Linked DNA regions of Rattus norvegicus: regions 1, 3 and 4 are each linked to region 2. The links are chromatin contacts, called in public Hi-C maps. All regions are on one chromosome and are shown on one strand. Each heading gives the region's core, a stretch centred on a gene start, on an enhancer-like site or on the middle of the called end of the contact. The rest is flanking DNA. Distances are from core to core; before and after follow the strand shown.

Evidence for each region. A called contact is a pair of places that touch in the nucleus more often than the background predicts.
Region 1: a Hi-C map of Schwann cells shows a contact between it and region 2, with 3 times the contacts expected there. The contact joins the promoter of Ablim3 here to the promoter of Afap1l1 in region 2. A contact is called at or near these places in 8 of 12 Hi-C or Micro-C datasets (the A7r5 cell line, Schwann cells, frontal cortex and 4 more).
Region 3: a Hi-C map of Schwann cells shows a contact between it and region 2, with 5 times the contacts expected there. The contact joins the enhancer-like site here to the promoter of Afap1l1 in region 2. A contact is called at or near these places in 2 of 12 Hi-C or Micro-C datasets (Schwann cells and frontal cortex).
Region 4: a Hi-C map of Schwann cells shows a contact between it and region 2, with 5 times the contacts expected there. The contact joins the promoter of Csnk1a1 here to the promoter of Afap1l1 in region 2. A contact is called at or near these places in 3 of 12 Hi-C or Micro-C datasets (the A7r5 cell line, Schwann cells and psoas muscle) and 1 of 1 datasets of contacts at active chromatin or transcription factors (oligodendrocytes).

The regions. Positions count from the first base shown.
Region 1 is chr18:57,645,228-57,648,446 of GRCr8, reverse strand. Ablim3 (actin binding LIM protein family, member 3) reads left to right here and starts at 1,737. Exons shown (of 23, transcript NM_001191698.1): 1 at 1,737-2,113. The coding sequence starts at 2,101.
Region 2 is chr18:57,512,499-57,515,845 of GRCr8, reverse strand. It overlaps Afap1l1 (actin filament associated protein 1-like 1), which reads left to right and starts at 1,366. Exons shown (of 19, transcript NM_001106142.1): 1 at 1,366-1,479. The coding sequence starts at 1,464.
Region 3 is chr18:57,364,184-57,367,416 of GRCr8, reverse strand. It overlaps the pseudogene Rps23-ps2. Among named protein-coding and RNA genes, the nearest start is that of Mir145, 4.3 kb to the left of the region's middle. Within about 2 kb of position 1,291, at least 19 of the 93 cell types and tissues checked have an H3K27ac peak or open chromatin away from gene starts, as enhancers often do. A contact at or near this core is called in Schwann cells, where this site is marked.
Region 4 is chr18:57,286,100-57,289,742 of GRCr8, reverse strand. It overlaps Csnk1a1 (casein kinase 1, alpha 1), which reads right to left and starts at 2,331. Exons shown (of 10, transcript NM_053615.2): 1 at 1,716-2,331; 2 at 1,067-1,173. The coding sequence starts at 1,838.

The DNA.
Region 1 (3,219 bases), core at 488-2,987, 130 kb before region 2:
ATGATTTCAAAGACATTCCGGGCCTCTGCCCTTTTCAGCACAATGGTGTATCTTAAATGCTTCTGGTGCTTAATAAAGGAACCAACCTGGATCCTAGACATCTGTACTTCTGCACGTATCTGAAAACTTGTTACACACATAAACGATTCTATGAACCACTGCGAGAAGACTGGAACGGTCTTCACCCTACCTCAGAGGGAAAGGCAATCACGACACACCAGCAGAGTGAGTGTGGAATCCATTGACACCTCAAGTTATCTAAAGGGTCCTCAGCCACTACCATGCATTTAGGACATAGCAACAGTCTCAGCGGCGCCAGGGACAGACCTTACATTTATCCATAAGGTGTCTTCTCTCCAGTGTTAAGAAGGCAGCTACTGCACCTTAACCAGAGACCTCAGACTCAAGTACGTGCAGTCGTTCTCACAGAGAATGTCTAGTTAACCTAGAGGGGTCAGGTTTGCAAAAAGACGCTGTGCCCTAGAATTTCGAACTCCGAGAGTATGAACATTCAGTTTTCTGAGTTCACACATGTCCCCTCTGGAGTCACTGTATAGACCAGGATGGTATATACGGTCTCTAGTCTGGTTATTTGTTACATTTTTGTAAGCATGAATTAGGCTAAGGAAATGCCAGAGTTGGCAGTCATAGGAATGTGAAGAGCCTCCACCTTATGTTGGCCGGTTGTCACCAAAGAATTCAGAAAATAGCCATGACAACTAATTGCTATAACAATAACAACAACTCGAGGTAAGTTAGCTGTACAAAAGCGGAGGTGACCCAGCATCATGAGGCTATGTACCTGCTGCCTTCCTCAGATGGGAGAGAGCAACAGGGTGAAGATGCTTAGACCTCCCACAATTAGGGTTGGGGTATATTAGGGTCACATAACACAAGGGTCATTTTTTTTCCGACAAATACTGATACCTACTGTGCCAGGCCCTGATGGAGGAGGTCTACTGAAAAGACCCTTTTTTTGTCATACAGTGAACGTTGCTTGTGCGACAGGGGAGGTAGGCTGTCAGAGCAAATTAATCTAGTGATCCCAGAAATCAAGAGAGTAAGTAGGGGAACGGGGACACGAGCTGAAAGGAAAACGGCATCCTGAGCATCTGTCTTATTTACTGACACAGCTACCTCAGGATCCAGTTCAGTAGGAACCTGCTCAAAGCTAAACTGCACCCAGCTTGTCAGCCCTGGGCTGAGTTGGGAGCTCAAACTCCAGCAAATCCAGTCTCTCCTTCTAAGTGATAACTTTCCTCTTTCCTTCCTTATATCGGCTCACCCCCTAGGTCCCAGGTTCACCCCCACCCCACCCGCCCGTACTACTGCCCTCAGGACATCAGGGTCCCGTTTTTTTTTTTTTAGGGGAGGGGGTGGAGTTGGTGTTTTTTTTTTTTTTTTCTTCCCACCACCCCAGCACTCAGGCAGAATGCCCTGCAGGGCGGAGCCTCAGACACGCGCCGGCGCGTCCAGCAGGTGGCAGCAGCGAGCGGCCGCGCCCCCCGAGCTGCCAAGCTGCGAGCCCACATCATGGATGGCGAGCTCTCAGGTTTCGCCTGGCTCGCCCTGGCATCCCAGACCCCAGACGACCAGCGGGATTCATGAGCCACTTGCAGGGGCCGGGGCAGGGGCCTCTGGCTCCCAAAACTGGACAAGAGGTGGGTCCCGGGGCGGGTCGCTGCTCCCGAGGCCGGGCGGGGACGCGCTGCCTCCGCCCTGCCTCCCTGTGGTCCACACCCCCTTCGGGCTCCGCAGCCTGCCGGCTGGGATAACGCGGGGTGCGCACGAGCCGGCGCTGCCAGCCTCGCTACTGCCCGGGGTTCGGGTCCCAGGTGCTGAGGACGAAGCACCTGAGTCCTCCTCGCCTGCCCCTCCTCTCTGTTCACCTGCCCTGTTCGTCCACTCGCCTTAAAGGCCAGCGGCTCCAGCCCAGACGGAGAGGGGCCAGCAGGGGGAGAGCGCACCTGAGGATACACAGCTGGCCCTGCTCTGCCTTTTCACCCTTAGGTGATGAGTGAGGCCAGGAGAAGAACACAAGATTTAAAAAGCAACCCGGGCCTCCGTTTTGAATGAACGACCCAGAGCAAAGGCATCACCATGAACACGAGCAGTAAGTGGATCCTCCTCTCCTTTGCCATGGGAACAGGGGTGGGGGCGGGAGGTTCAGGAGCCTGCGCCCGGGCTGCCTGGAAAGAGGAAGGAAGCCGGTATCCGCGGGGACACCTGACTCCTTCTTCTTCGGGTGCTTTCGGAGCTCCCTGGCACAGGGAGAGCTTTGAGGTCTGCCTTTTCCTGATGATTTTGCTAATGTTTAATCGGCAGCGCCAGTTGCCTCTGTCGGGAAAACTGCTGTCTCCTAGCTATGCCTGGAAAGGCCTAAGAAGCAGTAGTGTGGCCATTGTCTGACTGTGGGGGGCTCCCAGGAGACCTCCATGCCCACATCTGTAAATCCACGGAGGCCCTGCTTGTCCCGGGAAGAGCAGAGAGGCCGTGGGCGGACCTGGGCGGACCTTGGATGGCAAAGAGCAATTTGATAAACAAATCCTCATGAAGCCACCTTTAGGTCCTGAGGAAGATCCAGCTCCTGTTCCCTCAGTGGTCCAGGCTGGTTCCCTACCGACCTGGAGGCTGCTTAGCCTACAGGAGAATGAGAGGAAGTGGCAAACCCTCTGAGCAACAGCTTTGGCAGTAACTGCCCTGCAGAGCCTGGCCCGGACACTTAGGGCCCTGGATATCATGAAATGCACTCAAGCAACCCAGGAAGGCCCTGGTTGGGTTAATGTGACCCAGGCATTACCCTAGGAGGGCATGATTGTGTTCAACTGGCACTGTCTGGCTCTGTTTTCAACTTGCTGGCTGGGGTCATCTCGGTACCAAATCCGACGGTGGAAGCAGAGGCTCCCTGCAAGCATTCCCAGTTGGGGGTTCTGACTTTTGGGCTTAGTCCCAACTCTACATCTCAGATTGCTCAGCTATGAGATCTGGAGGGATAAATCAGAGACCTTTCTGATCAAGAACTGACAAGGTCTTTCTACAAATGCTAGAGCTTGGCAGTAAGGGCGGGGTGAGGGGGGGTTCAGCACCTGAGTGAGACGAGGTCCAGGCTAGCCCCGCTAGTTCCTGACCCTCCCTCCATTTCAAGGCCTTGGCACAGAGAGAAACTGCAGAGCCGCTGGGATGGAAACGAAATGTATTTATTTACTACGTATTTGCGTG
Region 2 (3,347 bases), core at 117-2,616:
GGTGATTTAGTAAGCTAGCCTAGGAACTCAGAATGTTCTGATGGCTTCCAAGTTCCAGAGTTCAAGCAGTGGACTTAGGAAGCTGAATCCACTTGCAATTGTGGATTAGCTGCTTTAGAATTGAACATGACCTTTTCAAATTGGAAAAGAGGGCAGGGACAAAGAGGAACTTGGAAGCTCACAATGGCTCACATCTTCATAGCTATTTATGGTTTGTAAAGTGGGTCTGTAGTATCCTTTCACATGCCTTGCCAACAGCTCCGTGAGGTCAGTCCGAGGTCTCTCCCTCAGCACAGATGAGCAGACAGGCTTCGAAGGTGGGACATTACATGCAGCTCCTACTGAGTAGGAAGGAAAGACTCGGAAAAAATTTTTTACTTATTTTTTAACCGCACCAATGTTCTCTCTAAGCCCTCTACATTCAAACGCACAGAACAAACTACAGGGGTCATTTTGCCCCAGGTAATGTTAATTTCCTGCAGGTAAAAACTCGGGAGGAAATACTTCGAGGTGAAGAAAATACAAGATGCCCATTCTTGCCTCAGTGTCTTTGCAGACGTTCCAAACATTAGATATGCTACAATGTATCCCTCAATCAAAACTGAATACAGGGTAAGGCCCACAGTTGGAGAAGTGTGTCTGAGCATTGGCCTTGAATGGCACTTACAGACTCAAACTCAGGCCTCTCAGGCCGACCACAGTCCTACCCTACCAGTAATTTTAAAAGCTGACACCCATACTAAATCTCTCGGCTGGGCTGTAGCAATACATTTTCTGCATCCCATAATTATCTTCGGAGGTGTGCACCGCATTATATTTCCCAGTGCTAAAACTGTTGCCTTCTGCGGTGTTTATCACACTGTTTTGGTATCTCTTCACAGTTTAGTACATTTAGGAACTTGGAAAGCTGACATGGGGCCCCATCCACCACCTGTCTTTTTAGCAATTTAAGATCTTTGTTTAATATTTCTCAATCCTTTGTTGTCGTTTTACCAGCCTGGCTCAGGAAAGAACTTTGGGAGTGGACACGATAAACTCAAAGCCAAAAAGGTGGGCCAGGCTGAGTCCTTGGAAGGAATGCAAGGCAGTACCCACAGGGGAGTGAGTGGTTCGCTTCCCTGTCTTTAGCGGAGGGTAAGCAAAATTGAGTGGTCCAGGCAGGTCGACCACGTAGGCACCGAACCCAAGCGTGTGAGCTGTGAGGCTGTCCCTGCTAGCCCAGCAGGAGGGCGAGGGAAAGCAGGGCGTGGCGTTGGCCAGTGCGGGGACCGAGACACTCGCAGGGGGCGAGGCGTGCTCGGGTCTATTCCGGGAGCGCGCAGGGCGGGGCGGGGGCGTCCTGCGAGCATCCTGTCTGGGGGAGGGGACGAGCTAGCCGCCCCGGCAGCCCGGGAGAGCGCACGCCGCCTGGTGCGGCAGCCGCTGCGCTCTGGGCTGAGTGCTCCAGGATCCGTGCCGGAGCCATGGACCGAAGCAGGGGTAAGTGGTTCCTGCGGCGGGGAAGGGAGGCCTGGGAGATCGCAGGCCGGATAGGACTGAGAAAGAGGAGAGGTGGCGCTAGGGCTTGGCGGACGTTAAACAAATTGAGCACAGGTGCCTCCTGCAGCAGAAGTAATCTCTTGTGTGTCAGCGCCCTCCCCTCGACCCCCCCACCCCGTGGCCTAGGTCTAAGTCCCCTCGTTGGGTGGGAAATTGGCATAGTTGCACACTCTCCTTTCTAACTTTATGAAAGGCTTCCCAGGAGTCTTGAGGTCATCGAGCTACCCACTTGTCGCCACATATAGAGTGAGTGTGAAATACAGGGTACAGGTTAAACTCCTTGAACAGCCAACCCATAAGGCTCCTACTATGCTCCCTAGGAGAAGCCCTGGGGAGACTTAAGTGTGTGGCTCCCTAGAACTTTGGAGAAGGCAGGGCTTCGTGAGCACGCTTCTGCTGTGCCTCTGTTTGGTGGACTTACTAGTCCTGAGGATTACTCAGTTGGGACTGCCCAGGACAAAGATAAGGGCTTCCTGGGACTCTGGGGTGGGGACAGCACACAGTTTAGTAAAGGTTAGGACATTGCAGTGGACCCGTGCCTACTTGAGCTTGGGGGAGGGGGGGTAGATCAAACTTGGGTCTGGCCAGCACCTCTGGAATCCAGAGATCACAGGTGTGAAGGAAGGCACTTGGCAAACTGCGTGTTGTGTCTTTAAGAGAAGCAGTTTCTATTGTTGTTGCTGTTAGTGGAAAATTCCTCTCCCTTCCTACAATCATCCTTACAACCCGCCTCCTGCTTGCTCTGCTGAGGCCCCAGGGGCAAAGGAAGTGTTTGGGCGAGGGCGAGTGCTTGAGCAGGTGTGTAGGGTTACCTTCTGCACCCGTGTATATTCAGAGGACCTTCGAGGACCTTCCATCCCGTCCTCCTCATCTGCCCCTCTCCAACACAAAATTCAGCACCCACCTTCTTCAGAGTCCTTGGAGAGCAGGCAGACATTAGAGGAAGGACTTCCAGATTGTTCTTCAAGACTGAGGCATGATTTGAAGGCAGCTCTCACCTGCTAACTGACGTCAGGGCAAGGGTGCACCTCCCACCGGGGCAGTAAAACCTAATAGGCACATCTTATTCCTTCTGCTGCCTCCCAATACCCCAGCCTCATAACGAAAGCAAGGATCGTCCTCAAATTCGCATACACTCGGTCTTGTTCCCTGAACCAAAATCTGTATGGAGAACTCGGGTTTTAATGTTCCATAAGCACTGTGCCCACTTCAAAAAGCAGCTTCCAGACACTGTAGTTAGGAGATGGGACCCCCCAGAATCTCTCAGTGCCCAGAGCATTCAAGGATTCTGACCTTTCTACTTTCCTCCTCTACCCACCCCCCACACACCCTCTCACCCATCTCTTGTCACAGGAACCTGTTAGTGCTGTAGCGTTAGCTTCCTTAATCTTGTTCCCTTGAACAGAAGTGAACTTCTAGAAGCCAGGAAGCAGAGCTTGTGAGTCTGACACATCACATGACGGGAGATGACCACTGGGGTTGAATAAGTGAGATCAACCTTCTTGTGCACCTCAAATTAATTAATCGTGTTTGGTTTTTTATTGTTTTGGCGCTGGGCGGTTTTTGTTTTGTTTTGTTTTGCCTTTGTTTTGTTTTGTTTTTCCAGACAGGGTTTCTCTGTGTATCCTTGATTGTCCTAGAACTCATTCCTTAGACCAGGCTGGACTCGAACTCACAAAGATCCCCCTTGCCTCCCAAGTGTGGGGATTGAAATCACGCAGCACCACCACCTCCTCATAATGATGTCTATTTTAAAAGAGAATCCCGCAAAATTCCCACAATGGGACTTTGCCGTGAGCTACAAAAGC
Region 3 (3,233 bases), core at 42-2,541, 150 kb after region 2:
ATACCCACCACACTAGATGCCGGGACTTAAAGCAGTCACATGGCCAGTCAGCGGTGGCATATGCCTTTAATGCCAGTACTCTGGAGGCAGAGGCAGGAGGAATTCTGTGAGTTTGAGGCCAGCCTCGTTTACATAGTGACGAACAGAAAGCCTGTCTTGGAAAAAACCCAACCCAATCGGAAACAGTCACATGCCTCACATGACCTCCCAAGCTACTGTATTTAGACGAAACAAGCCCTCTTACATGGCCATCCCCAGGAGCCAAGGGCCACCTACACCTCACTGCCCCAGAACAAGCCCTGAAGAGGGGTCCGAGGCTCCAGAATCATCCCAGTCACCTGAGTGCCAAACAGGGAGTGGGAGAGATGGGCCAAGGGTGCCTCTGCAACTGTTGTGCTTTTCAGCTTCAAAACAGTAGCCAGCAGGATGCCACAGCCTTCTCAAGGACCACAGGCTTTGTCTTTGCTGTCCCTCCTTCTAGAGCTTCCATTTGACATCCTAGTGGAGCTGATACCAACCAGCTAGCTGCCAGCAGGTCACAGTCACAGGGTCCCCAAGGAGAGGGGTGCACAAGAACGGGAAGGGCTGGAGAGGTGGCTCAGCGGTTAAGAGCGCTGACTGCTCTTCCAGATGGTCCTGAGTTCAATTCCCAGCAACCACATGGTGGCTCACGACCATCTCTAATGGGATCCTATGCCCTCTTCTGGTGTGTCTGAAGAGAGCAACAGTGCACTCACATTAAACAAACAAACAAACAAACAAATGGAGGAGGAGGGGAGGGGAGGAGGAGGAGGGGGAGGAGGAGGAGGAGGAGGAGGAGGAGGAGGAGGACCACCCTCAAAGGTGGTAGGTAATTGCGTAGGTTTTTCTCGGGAGCGGGTGGTGGTAAGACAGGTTTTCTCTACATAGCCCTGGCTGTCTCAGTGGTCTCGAACTCACAAAGATCTGCCGGCCTCCGCCTCAAATGCTGGGGATTAAAGGTATGCACCACCGTTCCCCACTTGTTTGGGGAATCTATATTCGCCTTGGCATCACTCAAAGCCTTCTGTGTGCACAGTGTGCCTGGTGCCGGCACACTCACTGTTCAGGAGCAGACAGAGAAATCCTACTGTAAAGCGATTCCAGCTTGCATTTATCAGGACTCTTCCTTAGACTGGTGTAGCTGAGACCACGCCTCAACTGATGTCTAAAACCGGAACAATTTCACGGCATGTCTAAGTACCATGACACAGGCTTCTGTTCTGGGAAGGAAGGAAACAGGGAGAACGGTGTCCCAAACCCTTGCTCTTCCCAGATGGAGAGCCTAGAGTTACTTACAGAAAGGAAGGGCGGGTTCTCCTGGAACGGGGTAAAGGGGTGGTGACTCAGGCTGGGGCATAGGGCGCCCTCTTGTGGCCCATCCTGGGAAGACAGGCTTCCTTATTCTCTAGTACTTAATCATAATGTCATCATTGGCCGGCGGCGTGTATTGCTTTTGTCGAAGACTTTGCATTTTTTTTCTGGATATGAAAATTTATTATTCTGTTTCCATTGTCAAAATTTTATGATCTTGGCCTTTCCTTCTTGCCTTTGTACAGAGCCAAAAGAGACACATTGGCTACTTTAACCACCTTAAAGCGGACTCCAGGAATATCACCCACGGCATGGCCTTTGCGACCAAATCCAGCAACCAGAACTTCATCATTTTCCTCAATGAAGTTCAAGCAACAGTCATTGGGCACGAACGCTGTGATCTTCTTGCCGTGCTTAATGAGCTGCACCCTGACACACTTCCGGATGGCAGAATTTGGCTGTTTGGCTTCAGCCCCTACTTTTTCCAGCACAATTCCCTTTGCGTGAGAGGCACCCCCCCAAACGGATTGGCCTTCAGGGCTGTGCCCAAGTGGGCTTTCTTGTACTGTTTATCATGCCACTTCTCGTCCCGTCGGTGACTGCGGAGCTTCCGGGCAGTACGGAGACCACGACACTTACCCATCTTGCCGGCGCCACGGGCCCGAGAGAAAGCAAGACTTTGCATTTTAAAATGTACTTTCCACCAGTCATGGAGGTGTACACTCTTCATCTCAACATCCGGGAGGCAGAAACAGGCGGATCTCTGTGTGACTTAGCCAGTCCGATCTATAGAATGAGTTCTAGGACAAGCAAGGCTACATAGAGAGATCCTGACTTCAAACAAACAAACAAACAAACAAACAAACACACCTGAACAATCCAAACAAAACAAAATTTTCTTTTTGCCTGTGGCCCAATTTGCCCATTGTCATCAGGTGTTAAAAAGCCTCAGAGGGGTTAAACAGTATTTGTCCTGAATCCATTGTTCTTACGACTTACTGACCCCTCATAGAAATTAGCCCTGAGGTAAGTTTGGGTTTGCTGCTTTAAAAAAAAAAGATGTATTCATTTGTTTGTTTGTTTGTTTGTTCCTTTGTTTGTTTGTTTGTTGTATATGTGTGAGTGCCTTGGTGTATAAATGTCCACCACTTACATTCTGGAGCCCATGGGAGTCAAAGGAGGGTGTTGGGTGGCCTGGATCTGGGGTCACAATGACCTTTCTGAGCTGCCATGTGGGTGGCAAGAACTGAATCTGGGTCCTCTACAAGAGCAACCAGCGTTATTAACTACTAAGCAACCTCTCCAGCCCCACTTGAACTCAGACTCTGGGGTGAGGGGGAGTTTGTGCCCCCAAATTTTTAATTTTTCTTTTTATGTGTATGGGTATTTTGCCTGTTTGTATGAAAACATGAAATAAAGCAAACAAACAAACAAAACAAAAAACAACCAACCAACCAACAACAACAACAAAAACCCACTAAGGACATTGAAGTACCTAAACTCAAGGAAACCAACTAAAAGAGAATTCCAAAGCAAACATCAAAAGTAGGGATCGGGTTGGGGATTTAGCTCAGCGGTAGAGCGCTTGCCTAACAAGCGCAAGGCCCTGGGTTCAGTCCCCAGCTCCAAAGAAAAAAAAAAGAAAGAAAAAAAAAAAGTAGGGATCACATTAGTGAGAAACAGATAATGAAATTAAAATGGGTGACTGGCTATCATGAAGAACCTATTAAAAATTTTAGAACCAGGTGGTGGTGACCCACAACTTTTAATTCCAGCACTTGGGAAGCAGAGGCAGGTAGATCTCTGAGTTTGAGGCTAGCCTGGTCTATAGAGGGAGTTCCAGGACAGCCAGGGCTACACAGAGAAACGCTGTCTTAGAAGGAGGAGGAGGGTTGGGGATT
Region 4 (3,643 bases), core at 1,082-3,581, 230 kb after region 2:
CAACTATTTTTCTATCTGCAAATGTTATCTTTGAGTACTGTTACGAAACAGTTGAGATTTAAAACTAATCTTAAAAAAGGTTAATTTCAAATCAAAATTTAAAATTATCCCAATAACATTAAAATATTTCAAAGAGCAGTTTTTATCCTGATTATTTCTATTTACCATTGAGCCCCTTCTAATTCTCTTTAAATGTTACCAACAAAATAACTCAACAGGTTGAAACTATTTATCAAACTGTTATCAAGCGAAGCTTTCTTTTATTCAGCTGACCAGCAGATTTCAACAGTTGGTGCTGTTCAAAGCTGCCTTTGCAATTACACATAAAGTTTGTAGGAACTGAAACATATCAAACATTGCCATTCACAGAAGCAGAAAGCAATGAGTGCATTGGACAGGGATAGTAAGAATTTTACACGAGTAAAAATGTCCCAAGTTTATGTTGCATCTGCTGCAGAGATCACATACTGTCATGTCATTTCCTTCCCAGATTCTCATGGCCTTATGAAACTCAATTCTCGGCTTTTCAGGGTTAAGGCTGCTAAAGGAAGCTTATTTTGTGGTTCCAAGCTAAGAAAAAGGCAGGAATATGGGGGTTGAGTCACGTCGCTCCGCCATTTTCTAAGCGGAGGAAGACATGTTGGAACAAAAACACAACAAAAGAGCAGCCATTTCCCAAACCAGCTCCGATAGCAACCCCAGTAGACCAAACTCACGCACATCCACACCTTCAGGGGACACACTTCAGGGGACAAACGTGTGAACACCAAAGGTACCTCCTTAAAAATAACAAAAAGCCAACCCTTCCGCGTAGGGACCAAAGACGACCCGCACAGTTAACTGCAAACGAAAGCCTCAGGAAGCGGAAAAATGACAGAAGCTGAATGCAGCAGTACAACAAAATTTCAACTAAGTTGGAGAACTAAAAATTACTCAACGATTACGGTTAACTATGGAATCTGGAGGACGCAGTACCAAGACCGATTCATCGCGTCCAATTACCAGCCTCAACCCCTTTCACCATTTCGCAATTCCCAGCGATCGACTACGTGCTCAAGGTTCTTACCGTATGTGAGGGATGCCAACCCCACCTTGAAGAATCTTATACAGTTTGCTCTCGTACAGCAACTGGGGATGCCTGGCCTTCTGGGATTCTAGTTTCACTGCCACTTCCTGCAGAGGAAAGGGGACGATGGTATCAAAATCCCTACGGATTCAAACTCACTTGGGAAACGAGAAATGTTAGCAATGCTTGCTTCCAGTTGCCACTATGAGGACGTGAAGAGACGGGCATGTCCTCTAAATCTAAAGTGAGTGAAACAAAAGGAGTCATCCAGAAAACAGGCAACCTTGGAACGTAAGGCGAGACTTTTAAAAGGAAACTGTTCTAACTGGAACAAGAACCCCAGATTAAATTTGAGAAATACAAAGAAAACCATGGCGATCATACACGACTTCGCCCTTCTCCTCTTAAATAACGGTTAAAATGAAATACTTTGAACAAGGTGGGAAACCTCAGAGCTTACCCTCCCTTTCTATCGGGTTTTTCCTTTTTAGGGAAATAGTGGGGGAGGCTGCTAAGCCAGGAAAACTGGCTCGCTCTGGACTCCCTAGTGCGTGCGTGCGTGCGTGCAGTGGGAAGGTTTGGAGTACTTAGGGGGGTTGGGGGTGAAAAAAAGCCCAGCGTTAACGTTCCCCCAGAACCGGGTGATTACCTCGCCATTGGTGATGTTGATCGCTAGATAAATGTCCCCGAAGGAACCAGATCCGATCTTCCGCACCAGTTTGTATTTCCCACCGACGATAAATTCGGCCTTGGAGCCGCTGCTGCTCGCCATCCTGAGACGCGAAGATGGAGGCGGGGGCCAAGCCCCGACACCTCTGGAAGAGGATGGAAGCCTCCGGGGCTGTTCCACCCGGCAGATCTGAGGAGCGCGGCAGGCAACCTAAAACCAAGGCTTTGTTGGCGTTTCAGGGCGCAAAGGCGGCTGAGAGAAGCCGGATCGCCGCCGCTCGCTGAGGGCCTGGCCGCAGTTAGTTAAGGGTGGTCGCGGCTGCTGAAGCTCGGCCACTTGCTATTTGGGCGGCCGCCGCTGTTTCTTGTTCGCGGCGACGTCGCGGGCTGGGGAAGGGGCGCGGTGAATTAGGGCGGCAGTACCGCTGCCACCACTGCCGCCGGCTCCGGCCCGGAGGGAACCCGTCACTCCGCCGATGCCGCCATCTTGTTACTCCAGCTCCAGCCAACACAAAATGCCCCCAGTCCCCGGGAGCCGCTTCTTCACGGCGCGGAGCACTCTGGGAAAGGGATCTCGGGCGCTCTTTCGGTAGGGTGGGCTGAGAGAGGGAGGGCGGAACCGGATCCGCGAGAGTCGCAACCCACGCTCCTAGCGTCACCCAGCCACGCCCAGGTGCGCCTGCGCACTGAGATGCCTGCGGGCTGCGCAGGTCTGGTGTAGCCTGTGCTCTTCCCCGCCCGGGCTCACTTCCACTTCCGGCCGTCCGGGGCTCTACTCTTGCTACCTGTTAATCACTTTGGACCCCGAGGGCAGTGTCTTGCTATGCGTCAGGCGAGCGCGTTAGGGAGTCACCTTCTTTTCAAATGTGGCCAATGAAAGCTTCTGGTCTCCTTGGGAGTTGAGTGATCTTTTTTCCGCGTTTGAAGCGGTTTATAGCCTTTGATCCTTTTTCAGGTCACTCTGGAGCCGTCCTTTTCCTGCACAGTGTGTCGAAATAGGTTGTGGCCTCTGATGAGAAAAGCTGCGCCGGGCGAGCTGGGTTTAGGAAGTGGCAGATTCCTACTGATTATTAGTAATTAAGGGTTCAGGGCTCCGTGAAATGTCGCTAATTCCCCTTCCCCCATTTTTTAAGGGAACATGAAGAACCTGGTATTAGTCTCACCCTGTGTCTGTTCGTATTCCTTTGAATACACTTGATCTGAAAGGAGCAATTCTAATAGAAACTTCATTATCACTAGCGTTATGAACAGAAAAACTTGACAATAAATTTGCGCATAATAAAATTTGCTATACTTATCCTTCAAAGAAGCAGTTTCGTCTTGGATCATGTCGAGAAGTACATTATTAGTGCAAAAGGTACAAATGAATATTACAAAATAAAACCGACATCGTTTAAAACAAGGTAATTTTTTATTAAAAACTGATAAAACGGGACTTGTCTTTATTTTCAAGTACAAAATTTTACTGAAAATTAAGGTTTACAAAAGCTCCCTCGGGCACTATGAAACATGAGTATAGCCTGTAAAACTTTTTTAAGTCAATGCTAAAATAAACATTAAAATGGAAAAAATGGTGTATTTTTATTTGTGTGTGTGTGTGTGTGTGTGTGTGTGTGTATGAGTTTTTGTGCATCACATACATGGATGCAAGAGGGAACTGGACTGCATGAACTGGAATCACCGGTGCTTGAGAGGTACCTGATGCAGGTAACAACTGGTCTCCAGGTCTTCTGTAAGAGTAGTTAAGTTCTCTAAACCACTGAGCCATCACTCCAGACCTAGGAAAAATGAAAAAAAAAAGTCTTAAATACAACTTTGAACACTGGTACAGTAGTTAGAAGTAGAGACTGTCTAGGGCTTAACAAGTAGTTCTGAAGGATAAGTGAACTAGGGTTGGCAAAGCATACG